Linked DNA regions of Sus scrofa: all the other regions are linked to region 3. The links are chromatin contacts, called in public Hi-C and HiChIP or PLAC-seq maps. All regions are on one chromosome and are shown on one strand. Each heading gives the region's core, a stretch centred on a gene start, on an enhancer-like site or on the middle of the called end of the contact. The rest is flanking DNA. Distances are from core to core; before and after follow the strand shown.

Region 1 (3,370 bases), core at 199-2,698, 160 kb before region 3:
GGCATGTTGATGTAGATTTTGCCGTCTTCTGGGGGTGGGGGAGAGAGAGCACGAGGCCTGACCACCCACCTCCCACCCACATCTCCACTTCCTTGGGGACCCCCTGTCTCAGGGGTTTCCTCAGGAGTTCCCCCAAGCACCGCCCCCAGGGTTTCCCCAGAACCTCCAGGGCTTGCCCTGGGGCCCCCGCCCTGGGGACCCCCCTCCCTAGGGACACCAACCCTCTTCAGGCCCAGCCCGTCCCTGCCCTCACCTTGGGTGGGCCTGCTGCGTGGGCGTCCGCACACAAATACCCCCACCACGATTAACAGTGACACAACTGCATCAGCGGCCACGAGGCCTGCTAGGAGTGGCAGGGAGAGGGGCCCACATCCGGAACAGGAACCTGAAGGGTTGGGGCCGAGATGAGAAGGTGGCTGGCGGGGAGGGTGTGGTTCCAGACACTCGTGGCTGGGCTTGGGGCAAAGTAAGTCCCTTTGGAGTTGGGTGGCCCAGATTCCCTGGGGAATGAGGGGAGATCCAGAGACAGGCTGATGTGTCCCAAGGCCCCAGGGGCTGTGCTCTGGGCATGGTGGATACCCCTGAAGATAGGCCTCGGGGGGTGGGGTGGCTGGGTCCCTGGGTCTTCTGTTTGGTGATGAGAATGGTGAGATGGAGTTCCAGAGAGGGCTGTGGGTCCTTTGGAGCCTCCGATTTGGGGATGGGAGGTCAGATGGTGACCTGGAGAGCCGCTGGGGGTGTTCCAGGAATGTCAGGCCACACTTTGGGGCAGCGGGGGGAGGGAAGCAGTACCTGAAGTCGCTGCTCCACAAAGGGAAAGGGGTGTTGATTTCTCACCTGAGGTCACCTGCGCTGCAGCCACTGTGGAAGGATAGGGAAGATAGATCAGCAGGGAGAGGAGGTTCCCAAAGGAAAAGGTGATGTCTTCAGAAGTAATGTCCACTCTGGAGAGATGCAATGCGAAAGAGGGGCCAAACGGGAGGGGAGCCCCCCGAGACACAGAGAGACAGAAACCCAGAAGTAGAGACGGAAACTCAGCAGTGAGAAGAAGAAGAACAGGTGGCCATTCCAAACCCAGCTTCCCTCCCCAAAGCACCAGGCCCAGAAGCCTACATGGGAGGGGGGTGCTGGGAGAAGGACCTGCCCTTAGCACCCCTCACTTCAGATGCCACCCAAGCTGTCCCTTTTACAAAACTTGCCTAACACACAGCCCGGCCCCCCCGCCCCGACCACTGGCTTCACCTGGGAGCAAAAGCAGGAACAGGATGCCGCCTGGAGGGGCCATGGTGGGCTGGGGGCGGGAAGGGTTCTGGTCCACAGAAGTCCTGAGGAACAGTGGGGGGAGTAGAGAGGCAGCAATAGCGGATGTCACTCTGCTGGTGGCAAGGCAATCTGCTTCCTGTGTAAGTGGGAGGAAGAGAGGTGGTAGATCCCTGTGACTGTCTAACAGGACAACTGGGGTTGGGGGGCGGTCAGAGAGACTAGGAGGCTACTATGATTGTCCAGGTGGGAGGTGACAGGGAAACCAGGTTGTGGGCACCGAGGAGATTCTGGAAAGATTTCGGAGGTAGAGCCAACAAAACTTCCTGATGGAGTAGATATGAGTGCATATGAGAGAGACAGAGGGGTCCAGGATGACCAAACTTCTGGCTTGGGCAACTGAAAAGGCAGAGCATCCTTTGGCGGGATGGAGAAGGAGGAGGAGCAGGTTTAGGGGAAACAGGCTGGGGTGTGGGCACACTGAGTTGGAAATGCCTGATAGGTCCCCCTGTGGAGAAGCTGAACCACCAGAGCTGCCTGCCTCTGAGTTCATGGGCTAAGTCTGGTCTGGAGATGTAAATTTAGGGGTCGGTGCCTTAGGGATGGTACTGAGAGCCATGCGGCAGGATGAGATCATCGAGGAAGTGAGTCCAGATAGAGGAGCAACACCCAACACACCACCTCCCCCCAACACCAAGAATGAGTGAAGAGGAAGAAACAGCCAGAACAGGAGCAGCGAGTGAGGTAAGAGAACCAGGAGAACACGGAGTCTTGAAAGCAGGGGACAAATGTGATTTACTTGGTCACCGAGATGGGAACTGAGAATGAGCCTCCCACTGGAATGTCAGGCTGCTTGAGGGCTGGGAATTCCCGCCTGCTTAGCTCACACCTATACCACCGCACCCAGCAAAGCACCCCACTTGCAGTAAAAAATTATTTTCAAAGATGAATGAATAAATGAGAGCTGATCTCTGAAAAAATGAAGAGGGAGAAACTGGAGTCCACCTACATCACTTTCTTCCAGACCTTTCCTCCCCTCGGATGAGGGAGTTCAGAACCTCCAGCTCCCTGCTCCCTCAGGGCTCAGTAATACGGGCACCACCCCCTCCACCCTGTGCCTCCAGCCCAGGGCCCGGGAGTCTTCTCCCTCCGACCAAAGATGGGGCTCCCAAATCTCTTTCCGGGGAGACTTCGGAGTCAGGCCCTCAAAGCCCCGCCCATTCAGAGACCAGGTTTGCGCTAGCGCCGCGCGGGGACTCCCCAGGCTTGTAGGCGGGGCCCTGCCCAGGACTGGGCGGTGCCAGAACTTCAGTTTAAAAACTCGCGGGGGACCCGACGCAAGATCGGGGACCCAGCGGCGGCTCCGCGGGGAAACAGCGAGGCTGGCGCAGCGCCGAGGCCGGGGCCCTGGGGGCCCGCAATCCGCGCCACGGAATCCCCGAGGTAATGGAAAGTGTGGGGGGTGGGGGGAAGCACGCTCGGTCCCTAACAGAGGGGCCGGGGCCGGGGGGCACTTTTGAGGCTCCGAGAGACAGAGCTGGAGCATCAAGAGTAAAGGGTCAAGCATCAAGCTGAGAGCGAGGGTAACCCGCGTTTGGAGGGGGCAGAGGGCCCAGACTCCTGGGTTGTGATGACGGAGCGGCTGGGATTTCGGACCCTTGAGTCCCGAGGGGTAAAGGACTGGGATTTGGAATCCTAGGTCCCGGGGGGAAAGCGCAGGGAGCCGGGACCCCTGGGTCCTGGGAAGAGGGGGTGAGGGTCTGAACTCCATGCTCCAGAAAGAGAGGTTGGATTGAGTCGTTGGGGGCGTGGTTGTTTAAAATCCGCCAAGGTCTGGGTGTGGAAGGCCCAGCGCCAGGCCACAGGGATTCACAATGGCCATGACCCTGCCCCCGGCCCGGGATTTCCCGGGTCGCCACCCGGCCCGAGGCCCCGGGCTTAACAGGAATTCCCCATGTGCGGGGATTCCACGAGTGCCACGCTTGGCCACGCATCGCTTCTCGGAGCCCGACACCTGCGGCATTGAGCCGGGAGGAAGAGGGAGGTGGAAGATTCCCTTGCGTGAGCGCCGTGACGTCAGCGCGTTGCGCCCGGGCTGTTTCCGAGTCCG
Region 2 (2,959 bases), core at 436-2,935, 140 kb before region 3:
CCTGATGCCCAGGTCCTTGAGGTCTTTTAGTCTTAGCCCTGCCTCTTCCGTGGCCACGCCCCCCTATACCCTGGCTCTCTAAGGAGTCCACCCTGTATTCTAAACTCTGGTCTCTTCACTGGACACTTTTCTTAGCTGGTTGTCTTCACACAGTTCTTCCCCTTTCCTGACCTACTTTCTCAAAAATAGGTCCTGTCCTCACTTCGCCTCTTTGCCAGCCAAATCCCCTAGCTTCGAATGCCTTCTTGGATCCTTTGTTTTCCTGGACCTTGTCTTTGCTCGACTAGCTTCTTGTGGGCAATCGGGCCCCAAGGTAGACCTGCTTCCCTGCGGGCCACGCCCCTCTCAGTAGGTCCCGCCTACCTGTCTGCAGTACTCCAGCACGCGCTGCGGGTCCCGGAGACAGCGTCGCGAGAGCTGTGGGTCTGGTTCCCAGCGGCCGGTGCGCAGGTCCCGGTGAAGGGTTGGGCGCCCGCATAGTCCAGCCACCTGGGCCGACCCTGGAGCCTGAGGGTGGTGGCGGAGGGGTCAGCGAAGCCACGGAGGACACTGGCATGCGGTGTCTCCTGGTCTTTTGCTCCCTACCACAAGGTTGTTCAGACCCCAAGCACCAGCCCCCTCCACCAAGCACCTCGCACCCTCCTCCGTAGAGGTTCGGTTCCCCGGGAAACAGCTCCCACAGGGCGGGGGCGCACCGACTCCGCCGTTGCTACGGCGACCCGGGTCCCCTGGGATTCTCCCGGCCTTGTTGCCTCGGAGACAGGCTCCGCCCTCACCCCAGCGCAGCCGCACAAGAGCCTGAAGGGGTTAAACTTGAATGGCGGGGGAGGAGGCCAGAACCCAGGCGTTCTGGCCTCTCCTCCCTCCATCCTTAGCTCAGGCTCCCATTCTTGGGTGCAAAGACCACAAGGCCTGGCTTCAGAGCCCTGCAGGCCTGGACACCAAGTCCTTGAGGGATGGAGAGCTACATCCTGGGTTAGGGGGCGGTGGCTGGAGGCCTAGACTCCTGAGTACTGGGAAGATTGTGGGAGCCCTCGTATGGGTCTAGAGGATGCAAGGGGCCAATTCTTGGCTCTAGGTGCCTTGCTGCCTGGTGGGTCCTGTTCAGGTGGAAGGGGCTGGGGCTGAGTCACCTTGGTCGAGAGGGTCTGATAGGGCTGGACTTCTGGGACCAGGGGCTCCTATGCTGTGGCTAGGAGAGGGCTGGGACCACAGATGATGAGGGAGATAAGAGCCTGAACTGCTGGGTTTCCGAATGCCTTGGTGCCGTTAGGGGCCCCAGGGGGCCGGCTGCCTGGCTGGAAAGACTGCGCTTTCTGTTCTGGACCTGTCTGCGTCGGAGTCTAGAGGCCCAGTCCCGCCCCTTCCCCCATCCCCTAGGACCCCGCCGGGCCTCACCTCTGCTGCGCTGGGGCTTCCACCGGCCAGGCTCCCGACGGCGAGCTGCGCGCGCAAAAGCAGCAGCAATAGTGGCAGCAACAAGGGCAGCGGGCCCAGACCGCGAGCGGCGGGGCTGGCGGGCCCCATGTCCCGGCCCTCGCGCCCTCACGTCCCCTGCACTCCCGCCCGGCCCAGCCAGGCCCCAGCGGTGACAGGAGCTCCCAGCGCCACGGCCGCCGCCTCCTCCTCCCGCCGCCCCCGGGCTGCGCCGGCGCCGCCAGCCCCGCCCCGCGCCGGCCCCGCCTTCCTTGTGAGGACAATAGCGTGGCAGCTCTGCGCAGAGAGGAGCCGCTCGGAAGCCCAGGGTGGAAGCCTGGGCCCCGCCTCCGCCCCCTTGAGAGTCCAGGCATCCCACCTCATGTAAGGGCCTAGCCAGGAGTGTGGATCGCCGGCTTTGTAGTTGTGGATTTTGAGTTTTCCCTCAAGACCTTCACCCTCAGTTTTCTTCTCCCTCGGCTCCATTTTCCTTCTCTTCCAGGGATCCCAGCATTGAAAACCTGCGTCCCTACCTCCAAATCCTCCCTTCAGATCCCAGGAGTACAAGCCTCCAAAATTCCCCCAATCAAGAACACAGTAGTTGATGGGAGTTCCTGCTGTGGCGCAGTGGTAATGAATCCGACTAGTATCCATGAGAATTCGGGTTCAATCCCTGGCCTTACTCAGTGGGTTGAGGATCAGGCATTGCCGCGAGCTGCGGTGTAGGTCACGGACGCAGCTCGGATCCCGCACTGCTGTGGCTGTGGTGTAAGAAAGCAGCCGCAGCTCTTATTTGACCATTAGCATGGGAACTTGTATATGCTGTGGGCGCGGCCCTAAGGAAGCAACAAACAAACGCAGCAGTTAAGACCCAGTCTCCTACTCTCTCAGAATCCAGGGCTCTGGGTCCCAGATATCTTCTCTCTCAGCCCAGAGACCAAGCCCTCAGCCCTTTCTCCTTAAGACCCAAAAGCCCAGGCCTTCTGCTCTGCTTCCCAGGAGCCCCAGGCATCTAGACCTTTAATTCCAACATCAAGGATACATGAACCAAAGCCCCCAGGCCCTTTCCTAAAGGATGAGCTGAGTCAGATACCCTGCACCTCAGGATAAGGGCATAGACTCCCCATCTTTGCTCTGTAGATCAGGGCATTTCTTTCTTTTCCCCCCCCCCCTTTTTTTACTTTATTTTTTTTATTACTCAAATGAATTTATCACATCTGTAGTTGTATAATGATCATAACAATCTGATTTCACAGGATTTCCATCCCACAGCCCAAGCACCCCCCCCCCATTTTAAGGCCACACCTGCGGCATATGGAATTTCCCGGGTTAAGGGTTGAATTGGAGCTCCAGCTGCCAGCCTATGCCATAGCCATACCAATGCCAGATCTGAGCTTCATCTGTGACCTGCGCCGAAGCTCACAACAACGCTGAATCCTTAACCCACTGAGGGAGACCAGGGTTGGAACACACATCCTCATGCATACTAGTTGGGTTCATTACCACTGAGCCACAGTGGGAACCTCCTAGATCAGGGCATTTC
Region 3 (3,474 bases), core at 947-3,446:
GTCCTCCACGCTTGGGGGTCCCAGGACCTGGGCCGGGCCCCTCCTTGCACTTCCAGCTGCCAGTTTGGTGTTTTACTGGAACAACAGGAGGTGGGGGCTCAGGTTTGGGGATTGTCACAGCTGCTTCTGCCACCACTACTGCTTGTTGCTTCTTCCTGCAGGGGCCTGCTGGCCGTCCTGGGGGCCGTCCCCGAGACCGACGGGGGGTGGAGGACTCACATGCCCGGCTCCTGGGGGCTGGGGGGGCCTGGGCCCGCCGGAGAAGTTCAGTCAGTGCCTGCACCATCCGTTCTCTGCCCTCCTCACCCCGTTTCCGAGCAGGAGTCTTTGTGGGAGTAGGAGCCACATCTGCTAGGCGAGGAGGCGGAAGGGGGGTCGTCTTATGCTTGCGGCCCCGACCTCGGGGGGCTCGACCTAAAAGGAGAATAGGTGTGGGGAGATGGGTCAAGCTAGCCCTGAGGACTGAGGAAGACTCCAGGAGGGCAGGGACTAAGTCTGTTTCCCCCACAGCCAGTCTAGCTTGGGCTTTGAACACAGAACACACTTGGTAATTGGTGGAGACTCTAGTTGAGCAGGGAAGAGCTGACATGAAGAGCAAGAGTAACATTCCTGTAAAGCTACAGAGGTAGAGTTTCCCCATCACTCACCTCGCTGGGATCGGAGCGCAGAGCGCAGGGAACTGGGGGCCACATCTTCATCTGAATGAAAACCCTGAAACTCCTGATTTAGGGGACCAGGGGTGGAGGGGAGAAACAGCAGTCAGTGCCAAAGCCCTCGTTTCACCTGAAACTCAGGTATTGAGGAATATCCCCAGCTTCCCCCTTAACGTGTCCCTATTTACAAAAGAACTAACGAGGCTCAAAGGTGAGGGGAAGAGAAAACACGATCTCTTCTTAAGGATGGAGGTAGAGAATATTGTGAGCCTTCATCCCGGGTTCCAGACCACACCAGCAGAGCCATCAGTGGTTCACTGGCCCAAAGGGAATAGAACAGTGTCTTCTCAGGTCAGGTAGTAAGCACAACCCTCAGATTCCCTCATACCCCAACTTGGGGAAAAAAGTGGGACCTCTGTTCACCCTCTAAAGCTACAGTTTCTTTTTGAATGAAAATGGGAACTGGGGCACCCAAGTGAGGTGTCCATGTGTGTAACAAGTGGTTTCTCATATTATATGCTCCGAACGCCACAAACTGTCCTAAGTAACACAACCCATACCTTCCTGCCTTTTCTCAAAGGCTAGTGATAAACCCTGAATTAAACTCAAACCTGCTAGAGTGCTCACTCTCAGTCTTCACTCCATTTCTCTGCAACCTGTGCCCCCAAGAGAAAGCTCTTCACCATTCTACCTTCGCTCCACTTTAGGTCAGAAGAGGAATCGGGGCACTAGTGAAATCAGGGATGTGTCCGAGGTTTTGAGGCTGGGCGGGGCACCCGGCAGGTAGGAGCCCAGAGAGCCCCAGCCTGGGTCCAGTAAAGCCACGCTGCTGCTGTCAACCACCACTGGTTGGGCATGCAGTTCCTACAGCCTCCTCGCCCAAACCTCACCTGCCCTAGCTTTGCCAACTACCAAGAAGGAGCAGCCCAGGGCACTTCTGCAGGACCCGCCTCGGGCCCAAGTGTAAGCTGCAGCCCGAGCTTCTCTATGCACTTTCAGAGGCCCCTTCCATCGACAGCTCCGTGCAGCCGATCTCCTCCCATGCCTATTTCTAAGGCCCTTTCCCTCCTCAGAGTCCTGAGGATCCCGCTTCCCCACACCACCCCTCAGGACCACCCAGACCCCTGGAAGCCCCCGGCCTCCGCCCGCCAGGCGCTGGGGACGCCTCCGACTGCCTCACCTCATCGTCGGACTCCCCGTCACTGCTCTCCTCCTCCAGCAGGCAGCCCCGGCTCGGGCCCCAGCCGCGGCCTCGGCCCCGGCCCCGGCCCCGCTGAACGCGCGGGCCAGCCCACAGGCGGCGGAGCCGGCGCAGGCCCCGGCGGAGCCCCAGCAAACGGAGCAGGGCCGTGTCCTCCCCGGGCTCGGCTCCGCCCGGCCCTGCCGCGCCGCCGCCGCGCCGCAGAGCTACCCGCACTCTCTCGGCCCCGCTGCCCCGTCCGCCGCGGCCCCCGCCCCCGCCGGAGCCCCGCGGCCGGCCTGGGAAGCGGCCCCGCGCGGAGCCAGGCCCGGGGCAACTGCCGCCGCCCGCCGCCGCCGCCATCTTGGCACCGTGAGAGGGGCCGGGGAGGCGGGGGAGGGGCGGCCCGTGCGCAGGGCTCGTGTCGGGGCGGGGGGGAAAGCAGAGGAGGGGCGGGGCGGCCGCGGCTCACGACAACAACCAGCGCCGCCGCCCGGCCGGCAGGAGCCGGGGGCTGGGCCGGCCACGCGCGGGGCACCACGGGAGCGGGAGTCCGAGGCCGGCCGGCTGGCCGTCACTTTTAAACCGCACCTGAAGAGCACAGACCCCCGCGTCGCGGCGGGAGAGGGTGAGGCGCAGAGGTCTCAGGGAAATGTAGTCCGACCACCTCGCTCCTTCCGCGGAGAGCTAGGGCCGCGAGAGCTGGGACTACGGGGTCCTGGCCGGACCCAGAAAGCCAGCATCCTCTGCTGCCGGGAGGTGTGGTTCTCATCCCAGACTCCTCCCATTGTTCTTGCCTAGGCCAGAGACCCATATGAACTACCACTCCCAGGGTGCAGTGGGCTTCAGACCCTGGGAACCCCAGAGACGCTGGGAAGTGAAGTTCGCGACTGTAAGAGGCGTGGGCTGGATTAGGGGCGGGGGCAAAGGGTTAGTCTCAGTTCCGGGCTCGACCCCGCAGCAGAGATGCTGGGGAGGTCGTGCGGCCGTTTGGCCCTTGTGCTCAAGAAAAGGAGGCGGGTAGCCGAAAGCAGGGCAGAAACACGTTCCTTTCGAACTCCCGGGCCAGGAGGCCCAGACTCAGACTTCGCGTGCCACTGCTTGCTGTAGAAGGGACGAGTAACTTGTGTTCTCACAGCCTCCCCCCACAGGGCTTGCTGCTAAGTCGGTCAAGACACCGAGTCCTCGCGTCCCGCTGCTTCCGGAGGAGGACAGAGAGCCCCGGGAGACGGGGCGGTGGCTGCCGCGATGAGCCACCAGGGGTCGCTGCAGGACCAGGGGCAAGGTTGCTCACCGCGGGCAGACTAAAGTCTGGACTCGGCTTTATGGTCCTGGGGGGGGCACAAGAAACTCTTTATTTTGGTGATGAAACCGCCAGTCCCCGCACAGTTAACTTTCACTCATGCAAACTTCACTGCCGTCACTCAACACAGGTTCGCCAGCCCGGGCTTCTGCGATCCGCAGTCAACCGAGAGAGAGCTCTCGGCGCCCCTCTTGCGGCGCTTCTTGGAGCTAGCTGAGTTTGGTAGGCTCAGCCGTAGCCGCGGTGCGGGGTCAGACGCCCAGCTGGCCCACCCGTCCTGTCTTACATTCTTTAATTGTACATTTAACTGAAGCCAAAGAAGCTGCTGACAATCCGTC

The links. Hi-C and Micro-C count contacts between places; a contact is called where the count stands out from the background. HiChIP or PLAC-seq counts read pairs in DNA pulled down with a chosen protein or histone mark.
Region 1: a Hi-C map of epiblast stem cells shows a contact between it and region 3, with 1.6 times the contacts expected there. The contact joins the promoter of NFKBID here to the promoter of KMT2B in region 3. A contact is called at or near these places in 1 of 5 promoter capture datasets (liver), 3 of 47 Hi-C or Micro-C datasets (epiblast stem cells, heart right ventricle and liver) and 1 of 2 datasets of contacts at active chromatin or transcription factors (alveolar macrophages).
Region 2: a contact with region 3 is called in an H3K27ac HiChIP or PLAC-seq map of alveolar macrophages. The contact joins the promoter of APLP1 here to the promoter of KMT2B in region 3. A contact is called at or near these places in 1 of 5 promoter capture datasets (liver) and 1 of 2 datasets of contacts at active chromatin or transcription factors (alveolar macrophages).

Annotation. Positions count from the first base shown.
Region 1 is chr6:45,305,549-45,308,918 of Sscrofa11.1, reverse strand. NFKBID (NF-kappa-B inhibitor delta) reads left to right here and starts at 1,448. Exons shown (of 12, transcript XM_021097180.1): 1 at 1,448-2,004. It overlaps HCST (hematopoietic cell signal transducer), which reads right to left and starts at 1,383. Exons shown (of 4, transcript NM_214142.1): 1 at 1,243-1,383; 2 at 838-861; 3 at 254-385; 4 at 1-28. The coding sequence starts at 1,285.
Region 2 is chr6:45,284,424-45,287,382 of Sscrofa11.1, reverse strand. APLP1 (amyloid-like protein 1) reads right to left here and starts at 1,685. Exons shown (of 17, transcript XM_021097132.1): 1 at 1,399-1,685; 2 at 364-507. The coding sequence starts at 1,527.
Region 3 is chr6:45,145,585-45,149,058 of Sscrofa11.1, reverse strand. KMT2B (histone-lysine N-methyltransferase 2B) reads right to left here and starts at 2,196. Exons shown (of 38, transcript XM_003127067.5): 1 at 1,834-2,196; 2 at 648-720; 3 at 1-414. The coding sequence starts at 2,196. It overlaps ZBTB32 (zinc finger and BTB domain-containing protein 32), which reads right to left. Exons shown (of 5, transcript XM_021097176.1): 5 at 3,156-3,474. The coding sequence ends at 3,473.